3 separate regions of the Mus musculus genome follow, and all the other regions are linked to region 1. A link is a contact called in public Hi-C and HiChIP or PLAC-seq data. All regions are on one chromosome and are shown on one strand. The core of a region is the stretch at or near the end of the contact, and the rest is flanking DNA. Distances in the headings are between cores, read along the strand shown.

Region 1 (3,461 bases), core at 643-3,142:
CCATCCACTTGGGACCCCCCAGAGGAGGCTGGGCAAGGTGTTGAGGGCAAGAGTGAGGTGGTAATTCATAAATGAAAAGAGGCAGGGCTCTCTGGAGACTTGGAGCTGGCTAAAAAAGGAGGCTGTTTGAAAACCTGGAATCACTGAGGGGGTGGGGGGGAGGCAGCCTGGAGTCTTCAGTGACAGCAGCTAGTGCTGATGGGGAATGAAAACAGAGACTGAGAGAGCCAGGATGCTAAGCAGCTGCGTCACCACCCTCAGGGGAGCAGCCAAGAACTGTTCTAGAAACCCTTTCTGTGGCAGACTTAACAATCCAGCCTCTCTACCTCCGGAGACCCAGGAGATGCAAAACACTGCTCACATTTCCCCCCAAAGCCAAGCATGGTAGCATACTCCATTACTCCGGCACCTTTGAGACTGAAGTAAGAAGACTGTTGTGAGTTCTGGGCCAGTCTGGATTACTCAGGAAGGAGACAGACAGATAGAGACAGAGACACACAGAGGGAGACACACACAGAGAGACAGAGACAGAGACAGGCAGAGAGGGAACTGGGCATGTAGCTCAGTTAATAGAGTGCTTGCCTACCCTATCATGCCCAAAGGACCACATAATAAAACTACATATGGTGATACTCCTGTCATTCCAGCACTTGGGAGGTAGAAACAGGCAGATCAAGAGATTCAAGATTAGTCGGGCGGTGGTGGCTCACGCCTTTAATCCCAGCACTCAGGAGGCAGAGACAGGCGGATTTCTGAGTTCGAGGCCAGCCTGGTCTTCAGAGTGAGTTCCAGGACAGCCAGGGCTACATAGAGAAACCCTGTCTCGAAAAACCAAAAAAAAAAAAAAAAAAAAAAAAATTCAAGATCATCCTTAACTGTATGACAGTCCTAATTTGAACTAGGCTACATCATGAGACCTTGTTTCAAAATAATAATAATAATAATAATAATAATAATAATAATAATAAATTATGTTATTATTTGGACCTTTCTATCTCCCGGTGTACTTTGCTTCTCTTGGCTTCACACTCCAGGAACTCATATCAGGTCATGCTTCCTCAGCCCTCTGCAGCCGTAATGGGGCTTCCAAAAGATGAAGAAGCCCTAGCCTGTTCCTTGCCTGTGGCCAGAATAAGTTCAGGGCCGAACTCAGCAGGTGAACATCGTGATGCTGAGAACAACCTAAGGGAGAAGACTGAGACACAAGAAAGACAGCGTGGCTGGTGTCCTGGGGTGTAGCAGAAGGCCACACTCACTGCCACTGAGCCAGAGCATTTGCAAGAAGGCAGCTCCTGGTACTCTAAGAGTCCTGATTGGAACGGATCACTTCTTAGCGATGCCTGAAGCTCACCGGCTCATCGACTTGCTATGGGCAGTTCCAAGAGCCCACTGAACCTCTGTGTGTCTTTATAAAGGCATATTCTCTCTGAGGCCAAGCTGTAGAATGCTCATCCATTTTCTCTGAAAGCCATGCTGAGTCCCTTCCATCTTTACATTCCTACCTTGCAGATTACACAAGCTGTAAAGCGTCAGCGTCTATGAGACTTGAAGGTTACCTGTGTCGCTGCTGAGTTAGAGCAGAGGCAAGCTTGGCCAGGAAGGCCTCAGGGAGCTGGCAGTCACCACTGCTCCATTGAGGAAGATCTGCAGAGAAGAAAGAGCTTGCAAGGAGATGGCGTTCTGAGTGCCTTGGTGTCTATGCTTACACCCAAAGTGACAGATCTTCGAGTAGCCGCTTGAGGCTGGGAAGATGGACAGAGTGACTGTCAGCTGCATGAGGCGGTCACGGAGTCACAGAAACCAAGTGAGCCACAAATCTTTACCCAACGCTGTATGAAAGGCCTGTGCTGTTCTCAGAAGAATACACAGGCAAGCTTGTGAGGTCTAGCCGCTGCCTGTAGGAGCTCATGCTGCCAAAGGACACATTGCATACTCAGCCCACGTGGGGTGGCAAGTGACAAATACTCGTGCCTGTCACCACCATCTCTGTCTCCCTTGCTCTCTGATGCCCTTACCATGCTTCAGTCACGCTCAGGCCTAGAGTTCTCGAGGACGGACAAGGAATGTGTAAACAGCCCTCTCGGGCTCCCTTCCAATCAGTGTACATCATTTCGTAAAGCCCTTGAAATGTCTGGCTCAGAATCCACACTTAGCAAGGGAGGTCTGAATGAGCCCATGGGTGGGAGGCAGACGGCGACTTGAGTAATGCCAGTGTCACATGAGAGCCGGATGACAGCGTCTCTGAGGACACAGAAATCATGATGATAGTGGCGTAGGCAGGTCAGAGAAAACCTCTGCAAGCAATCTTGCCAGAGCCCCAGTCTGCGGGGGGGGGGGGGGCGGGGGGGGGTTGCAGGGGAAGATGCCAGAGTTGGGTAAAAAGGCATGGAGTGTGACTGAGCTGAGGCATGGTGGTGGGCGAGCCTGGGCTAAAATCCAGCTCAGGCTCTATACTCTGGGTTGCCAGAAGGGACACATGGAAGTTTCTCTGCTTGCAGCCTCTTGTGGGCAGGGATCAAGGGCAGGAGGGAGAGGTATGCCTGGCTGTAGAACACACTAAATAAGCAAATGGCGTCTCCCTACTGTCCTCTACACAAAGCTTCTTCATTGCCAAACCCAGGCGGGGCCCATCAGTCCAAGCTAAAACTACTACAAAGCCCATGACGCTCTCCTACACGGAGGGAGAGGCTCTGGCAAAGTGCCCCTGTGTGTTTTGTAAATAGACAGTAGTTTTATATTCCTTTTCTTGATGTGGACTTTTAAAACCATATCAGCTTTAACCCCGAACTCCTGTCCATACCTGGATGTGCAGTGAACTGTGTGCAGGGATCAGATCTTTGTCAGCTTGGTGCTCATCACCCCTCCCCTCCTGGTGGTCAGCTTCAAACTGAGCTCCTGCCTGATCTCCTCCAGAAGCCATGAGCCACACAGATGTCCCTATAGATCCATGTACACCACACTCTGAGTCTCTCAGCTCCTGCAGGTTGCGGATGAGGAGGGGTGGGAAGGAACGAGTGGGTCCGTTTGTAAAGGCAAATGAGGTAGAGCACGGAACTACAGGGGTGGCTATCTTGTCCTTGCAAGGAGGAGGGCTGTTTAAGGTAGACCTCCCCAGTCAAAGGACATTTGTAGCTTAGAAACTAAAGACAGCTGCAGATAAAGACATGCTGAACTCCCAGGATGCACTGTGTTATTGTGTGCTCATGCAGTGTGTCCAGTGACATACCTGCATACAGGTGCTGCTGTGACCCAACATGGCAATTTGGAAAATAATGCCCCCAGAGGGCTGATTATGGAACAGCCCTGTCAGGTTTTTGTTTGTTTTGGTTTGGTTTTTTGGTAGGGGGGAGTCTTTGATATGCCAAGGCTAGCTCGATGTGATAGATCCACCACTGCCACACCCCTTGGATGGAATCCCAGAGTGGGGGCTCATGAGGGAGCAGACACCCTTGGGACAGACA
Region 2 (3,461 bases), core at 644-3,143, 76 kb after region 1:
ATCTCATGCTGACACCAGGCAGAGGCATCTGGGCAACTGATTGGTCTAGATTTAAGCAGGTGGTCTGAGAATCAGGGTTGTGTTCATCATCCACAGCCAAATGTTTCTGACATCTTGAAGGAGTCTTCCAGATTGCTGGCATTGCTGCTCACAGGTGTGAGTTCCCTGAGCAGACAAGGAATAGGGGACTTGGAGCCTGAATGCTCTGGGGTCAACATACTCCCTTAGGGCAAAGATGGAGTCTGTCCCTAAAAACATTGGCAATCTCCTAGGGTGAGGCCTGGCTTAAGCTCTGGATTCCAGTACATCCATGGGTCACATGCTGTATAAAATGTGCCCAAGAAAGTTTATTGATTTGGGTTGGGGTTTTTGTTTTGTTTTTCTGAGACAGGTTGTCATGTAGCCCAGACTGGCCTTGAACTATCTACGTAGCCAAAAATGACCTTTAACTTCTGATCTTCCTCCTCTACCTCCTGAGTCCTAGGATCTAGAGCATGTGCCACCGTGCCTGGCTAATTTGTTACTGAGGTTCAAACCCAGGGTGCTAAACAAAGCACCCTACCAACTGAGCTATATCACCAGGCCCATATCTTCAAGTCAGTCCTCACAGATGGCACAGAGCTAGAAACACACAGGTTCTTAGCTCGCTAAACAAGGAGACCACAGTGCAGAAAGCTCTCAAGGCCAAGAAGCTATTTGACACTTGGTAGGCTGCTGAGGTCTCCTCCTCCACCCAATAGTATAGGACCACAAAGCTTGTGACTGCTAGCAAGCAAAGAGAGGCCACAGTGGAGCTGGGTAGGATGGCGCCCAACCTGGGCCACCATGAGTCCAACAATGGAGCTCTTCTGTGACCTTGCTCCTGGTGACTCCATGCTGTTTCCAAGCCTCTAAAGAGAGCTCACATCGACCATGCCACATCGTCAGGAAGCCTTAGGCACTACTCCCGCTCCTGAATCCAGTGATATGTTCCACAGGAGAACGGTGGGGAACAGAGTATTAAACAGATTCATCTCGGAGAGGTCCGGGCTGCTTGGTGATGCTCGCTGGTAGCCAGGCCTGGGAGGCTCTTTTCTTTGGAGCACAAGCATTTGGAGCCAGTGGAGAGATTCCCCTCTTGGGTTCCCGAAGCTTCAGTTTGCCAGAGATTACTTGATATTTCACTAAAGTTGGGAAAGATTTCCAAGCCCAAAATAAAGGCAAGTACAGTCAATGCTAAGCAAGTCCAACATTTTGACATTATAACACATCTTCATCTACAAAGATCACATTTGAGAATTATCCAATTTACAAGGAAATCAGGGGGAAAAAAACCTGTCATAATGTCTTAAATAAGTTTACGGTTTAACGCTGTGCCGTGCTCATAGCATTTCACCACACGTCTCCAGCATGCCAAGGGAGATTTTAGCTTCCAACCAAAGTCACAGGGGCAAGCCAGTCATCTCCCTTCAATGACAGTGTTGGGGACATAGCTCAGCTGGTGGAGTTCCTTTCCTAAAAAGGAACGCCTTTGACCTTCACAAGCATAGGTGGAGACAGACAGACAGACAGACACACACACACACACACACACACACACACACACACAGAGAGAGAGAGACAGAGAGACAGAGACAGAGGAAGTTTGGCAAAGAGACCAGTGGTCATTTGCAGCCAGGGGACGATCTCAGGATGAAACCCTCTCCAGCCTGAGGTGCATGAAGGTCAGACAGGCGTGTGGCTAGGCACAAGGCAGCTGTCTTCAGGGAGAAAGCATAGCCAGAAAGGTCAGGAGCCCAGAACTGGCTCACAAACCTGTTTACCCTTCTTTCCATCCTTTCTCCAGCCCCCATCCCAGCCTCCACCTCCTTCCCAAGCATGCCTGGCCCACAGCCACTCCAGACTGAGGCAATGCCCCCAGCTCACCAGACTGTGAGAAGCCACAGAATGTGTTTAAGGGTACCATGACAGTGCCTGCAGAGATCACACATGCTACTATCTTAGAGACAGGAAGGCAGAACTCTCTAACACACACACACACACACACACACTCACTCTCTCTCTCCCTCCCTCCCTCCCTTCCTCCCCCCAAAAGGGTGTCTGATTGTTTCCCTGTGTGCCTCTAGTCTATTTACACCTGTGTCCAATCTATGTTAAATGTGCTTATTAATAAGCACCAACTCTACTTCATGCCAGCTCATTCCAGCATTTTCTTCTGAGGCTCTCTGGGGACCTGGCTTTACTTGAGCGGAGGTCTCTGAATGCAGCCGTGAGTAGCATTGTGGAGCCATGTCTGCATCCCCACCGCCAGGGACAGAGGGGTGCCCTTGGGCTCTGGCAGGCTGTTCCACTTCACACCTTTTCCCTGAGGACAGTGTCAGGCTTGTCAAACTGGTCCCTGGGTCTTCCCAGCCTCACGTTCACACTCTTAGAAACATTTGTTAAGCATTTGCTTTGTCAAGAACTCAGATTGTGGTAGCGGGCCCCTGGGCCCTTCGATCTTAGTGTTTGTCCTCTGTCTCCTTTCTCCTGCCAGCCCTACCCTGTGTGTCCTGACTCCCATAGACTGAAAAACTGGCAAAGGCTATTGCAGCCTCTGCTGAGACTGTCTCATGGTCTGAGCAGGAAGCACAGACACCAGGGTTTCTATGGCTGTCAGTCTCTCCATCACAGACAGACTGTTCCTCCAGCCCATGAGACCACCAGGCAGCATGCATGTTTACATGCATGTATATGTATATGTGTGTGTATATGTATGGATATGGATAGATAGATAGATAGATAGATGGATAGATAGATAATAGGTAGATAGATAAGAGGTAGATAAATAATTGATAGGTAGATGATAGAGAGATAGTAGATAGATAGATAGATAGATAGATAGATAGATAGATAGATAGATGGATGATCAGTCATCCCAGGAACAGCCAGCTCGTGGTGGTTATCACACTGACTTGAAAAGAGAAATATTAAATGCAGGCATGGAGCTGGTAAAGAACGATTGCTTCTCTTCTCTCAGCGTTACTAGAGAAGAGCCTTTCCATGGCTCTCACATGATGTGAACCCCATTACTGTGAGCACCCCCCCAAGACACAAGTCTTCATTCCAGAGCTGCTACCAGAAGCTTCCTGTAAAGTGATTTCTAGCAGAATGTTATTTATGACGACAAATGAGAGACGTGGTCTGCTTTTCTGAGTGGGGCTGTGGATCGGAAGGCTGCAGGGTTCTGAGGTGATACCGTTTGGGAGTGTCAGATGGGGAAATAGCTCAAGCAATAAAATGCTTACCCTGTAAACATGAGGAGAGGACCTAAGATCCATCCCCAAAACCCACATAAAAGTTGGGTGTGGTGCACAATTTTAATCCCAGCACTGGGGAACTGGGGGCAAGAACATTCCTGGGACTTGCTGTCCTGTGAGTGACACTAGCCCATAAACCATGATAGATGGAAACTGAGGAGTGACACCCAAAGTTGACCTCTG
Region 3 (3,461 bases), core at 418-2,917, 75 kb before region 1:
TCAACTCCAGGGGATCCAATGCCCTTTGGTGGCATCTTTGGGCACCCATACACATATGCACTTACACATACTCATAGGTGTATAACAAGTCATATGTCCTTTGCATGTTCTAGGCAGGTTACCAGGGATTAGCCTTGGGCCATCTCCTCTCACGGACAGCCAGTCTGGCCTGCTTAGTGTGTTCCAGGCCAGTGATAGATTGTGCTCCCCCACCACCACCATTACAACCCCACCCCCACACACACCCAAAAATAGAAAAGAGGAGTGACTGGCACCAGAGAAACAACCTGAGGTTGTCCACACACGTGCACATACACACCAACATGCACAAATCAACATGCACAAACAAAAGACACACGTCCTGGGCTGTCTTCTTCTGGAGTTCTTTCAGTGTCTGACTGGAACTACTCTTTCAGAACCATCCCTGCTACCTCCTGGGGTAACTGACTTCACAGAGTTCGGCTGAGTTCCTGTGACACAGCCTGACACAGCCTTCCATACGGATGGATCTTGGTGCAGCACACCATTCTCCGGCAAGCTGGGGGGCTCTGCCATGGAGTCTATCTCAACACTACGCTAGCCTAGCACGCCTCACAGAGTAACATTCACCTTTGTGCCTGCACAAATACAGGGACCCAGAAGACAACACAGAAACCCAAGCTGAGCTCCTGGCATGACCACCCCTAAAACGTAGCCTCGCCCTACCACCCCCAAGCGACTGCCACATTCTGCTTCTGTCTTCTCCAACCCTGTACTGCCTCAGGTCTAACGAACACCCGGCTGTGACAACTGCTGGCTTAGTAAATAAGAAACAAACAAACAAAATAAATAAATAAACAAACCTCCTCCAAAAGCTCTGTGCTGTAAGCAGAGTGGAAACTCCTCTTATCCCTGGCAGTGTGGAAGTTCAGTGCTGTGCTTCTCCTTTTTTTAATGAATGGCACACGTGTACATGTGTACACGTACACACACACCCCCCTACCTGTCAATGGCATTCACCTGTGCCCTCCAGACACCATGTCTGTTCACACTCTAGGAAGAGTCTCCCCTGGCTGCCAACCAAGCAAGGCACCGCCCTGTAGACCTAAGACTTCATACCTCAGCACCACCATTCTGAAGGGGCACAACGTCCTGCAGAGAGGGTCCGAAGAACCCAGGCCTTACCCTGCTGCGGGGGCTGCTTCCTCCTCTAGTCCCAGGCCTCAGCAGAACCCCCCGGTACTACCGGACCATGGGAACTATGGGCTAACAACATTGCCCAGTTAGTACTGCTACCAGAATTGAATGAGAGGCTATGCAGGATGGACTCGCTAGAAGCATCCAGACTGGACACCACTCCAGCCCCACCGAGGGGAACATGGCGGGCTCATTCCTCACTGCGGCACAGCCACGCTGCCCTGCAGCATGACTCCTGAGGGTCAGCAGAGCCAGTTAAGAGCAGCTTTATGACCCCACAGCCCCAGGCAGTGAGACAAGCAGTCCCAGGGCAGTAGTACTTTTGCTCCCGTCCACCACGCAGCAGGTGCCCTGGCATTATTCATCATCGCTGATGTGTGCTTCTGTGCCTTGTACAAGTGAAATGAACGGTACCTGCTGCTTCACTGGGGACCAGAGCAAAACAAAACAAAAAGCTCCAAACCCAGCGCCTCGGGCAGCTGGATTTCCAGGCGATATGCCAAGCCACTGTCAGTTCCGGCACACTCCAGGACCCAGAGCCTCGGGTTCACAGAGACACGAAGCTCAAAGGCAGGCAGCCTGCCCAGTGTTCCCACCCAGCTCTTTTTCTCACTGAAACCCTCCCACAGTCACAGGTTGCCTCCACAGACCTGCCCACCTTATAAGGGACTTGACATGGCATCCAGAGACATATGGCCTGAGAAGAAATTGTAAGTCAACATCCAGGAAGCCATGGGCAAACCCTGGAAATGACACCTCGCAGAGTGAGCAACCAACTGTGTGCAGAGGTAACAAGCAGCTATCGCACGAGCTTTTGAGAAGGCAGGCCGCAAGAGCAGGCTGAAAAAGGGAAAAATCCTTATTGTACTCACTACGCTACGGAGGCCTGGGAATTAGGAGGCATAGGGGTACGCACATCTGCTGACTCCTCTGTGGGATCACAGCCCAGTGTGTACAGAACACATGATCAAGTTTGTAGTCAGCCAGATGCTGGCCCCTCAGGGAGCTGATGAGACACTAGCTGGGTGCTTTTCACTAGAGGGCTGTCACTCTTCCTCTCAGGCTGCTGACAGGATGGAGTGGAAATGGGAGGAAACCCTGCGGGGTTTACTGGGCCTCCAGCGCAATGGCTGTAGGGCGGGCAGCCACTGAGAGAGGCATCATGATTTCAGATTTCCAAGGTGCTAAAATGTAGGGTGGAGAGTACTCCTCCACCCTACAATCTCTGAAAGACCCAACAGGAACCCCGGGGCAGCCCAGAACTCGAGCTCTGTTCTTGCCTGGGGCGTGTCAACGCCAGCAAGGGCTCAGTAAGAGGTATACAGTGCTCTGACAGACTCCCCTAATTCATCCCCAGGACATGGCTGACCCCACAGAGACTTGCTGAGCTGCTATGGATGAGTCTGGAGAACCTCTCACTTGAAGCTACTGGGATGACACAGTACCCTTCCAGAAGGGACCACAGAGGCCACTGCTTCCTGCAGGTCCCCCATCACCTATCCTACTGAAGATGCCCCCCAACCCCCACCACCCAAGGCATCAGAGTGCCATGTGTGAAAAGCCAGGTCACTAAACAGGCAAACGCTAAACAGCCAAAAGCACTGGGGCTGCCGTTCCCCCCCCCCCCACTAGCCACGGGACACACCTCAGGAAGGAACACTGAGCAGAGGAGTCAGCAGATGGTGTAGCCTTGAACCCACCAGCATACGATGCACCTCTGTGGTTCATCTTCCAAGTATGCAAACCTATACTTGAAACAGGGGGACTAAAAGGGACCCTGGGTTTAGTGTCTCTGGCTGAGTGCCATCAAGAGTAGCCCTACAGAGGGCAGTGGTTGCAGGCCACAGACTGCATACAACACAACCCCTAACACATCTAGGGACCAGATGAGGAGAAAGCCTGGAGTCTACAGAAAATGCAGGTGGGCCCCTGTGAACGCGAGTCTACACTCCAGGGGTTCAGAAACCTACTAAGAAAAGCCAACAACGGAGCAGGTGGCTGCACACACAGTCCTGACCGTCCGTCTCCCTCTCCTGACCCTCTCTGCACATCACACTTTGCACCTGAAGAGGGAGGGAGGTGTGTCAAGATGTCACTATCCTGGGGCACAGAGAGGGTTATGATTAGGGGAGCCCCAGGAGTAAGAAGCAAGACCCTTGGGCTGGAGCAACAGCCACGCACTTGAGGCTGCCAGCCGGTTCTAACAACCTAGCCCACAACAAGAGAGAGGCAGTCCTCCAGCCTCCTCGTCCACCATGCATCCTTCAGAGGATAACACTTTTATT

What was found. A called contact is a pair of places that touch in the nucleus more often than the background predicts. HiChIP or PLAC-seq counts read pairs in DNA pulled down with a chosen protein or histone mark.
Region 2: a contact with region 1 is called in an H3K27ac HiChIP or PLAC-seq map of heart atrium, with 4 times the contacts expected there. The contact joins two enhancer-like sites. A contact is called at or near these places in 3 of 484 Hi-C or Micro-C datasets (the HPC-7 cell line, erythroid progenitors and nephron progenitors), 4 of 115 datasets of contacts at active chromatin or transcription factors (embryonic basal ganglia, embryonic stem cells, heart atrium and 1 more) and 2 of 9 other capture datasets (adipose tissue and liver).
Region 3: a Hi-C map of uterus shows a contact between it and region 1, with 2.1 times the contacts expected there. The contact joins two enhancer-like sites. A contact is called at or near these places in 1 of 39 promoter capture datasets (hippocampal neurons), 4 of 484 Hi-C or Micro-C datasets (embryonic ectoderm, muscle stem cells, nephron progenitors and 1 more) and 5 of 115 datasets of contacts at active chromatin or transcription factors (cardiomyocytes, double positive thymocytes, embryonic stem cells and 2 more).

What each region holds. Positions count from the first base shown.
Region 1 is chr8:124,181,037-124,184,497 of GRCm38.p6, reverse strand. No RefSeq gene overlaps it. Among named protein-coding and RNA genes, the nearest start is that of Gm42054, 14 kb to the left of the region's middle. Within about 2 kb of position 1,892, at least 60 of the 459 cell types and tissues checked have an H3K27ac peak or open chromatin away from gene starts, as enhancers often do. A contact at or near this core is called in heart atrium and uterus, where this site is marked.
Region 2 is chr8:124,104,968-124,108,428 of GRCm38.p6, reverse strand. No RefSeq gene overlaps it. Among named protein-coding and RNA genes, the nearest start is that of Gm30005, 18 kb to the right of the region's middle. Within about 2 kb of position 1,893, at least 7 of the 459 cell types and tissues checked have an H3K27ac peak or open chromatin away from gene starts, as enhancers often do. A contact at or near this core is called in heart atrium, where this site is marked.
Region 3 is chr8:124,255,742-124,259,202 of GRCm38.p6, reverse strand. All of the region lies in intron 1 of Galnt2 (polypeptide N-acetylgalactosaminyltransferase 2), which reads right to left. Among named protein-coding and RNA genes, the nearest start is that of Galnt2, 26 kb to the right of the region's middle. Within about 2 kb of position 1,667, at least 114 of the 459 cell types and tissues checked have an H3K27ac peak or open chromatin away from gene starts, as enhancers often do. A contact at or near this core is called in heart atrium and uterus, where this site is marked.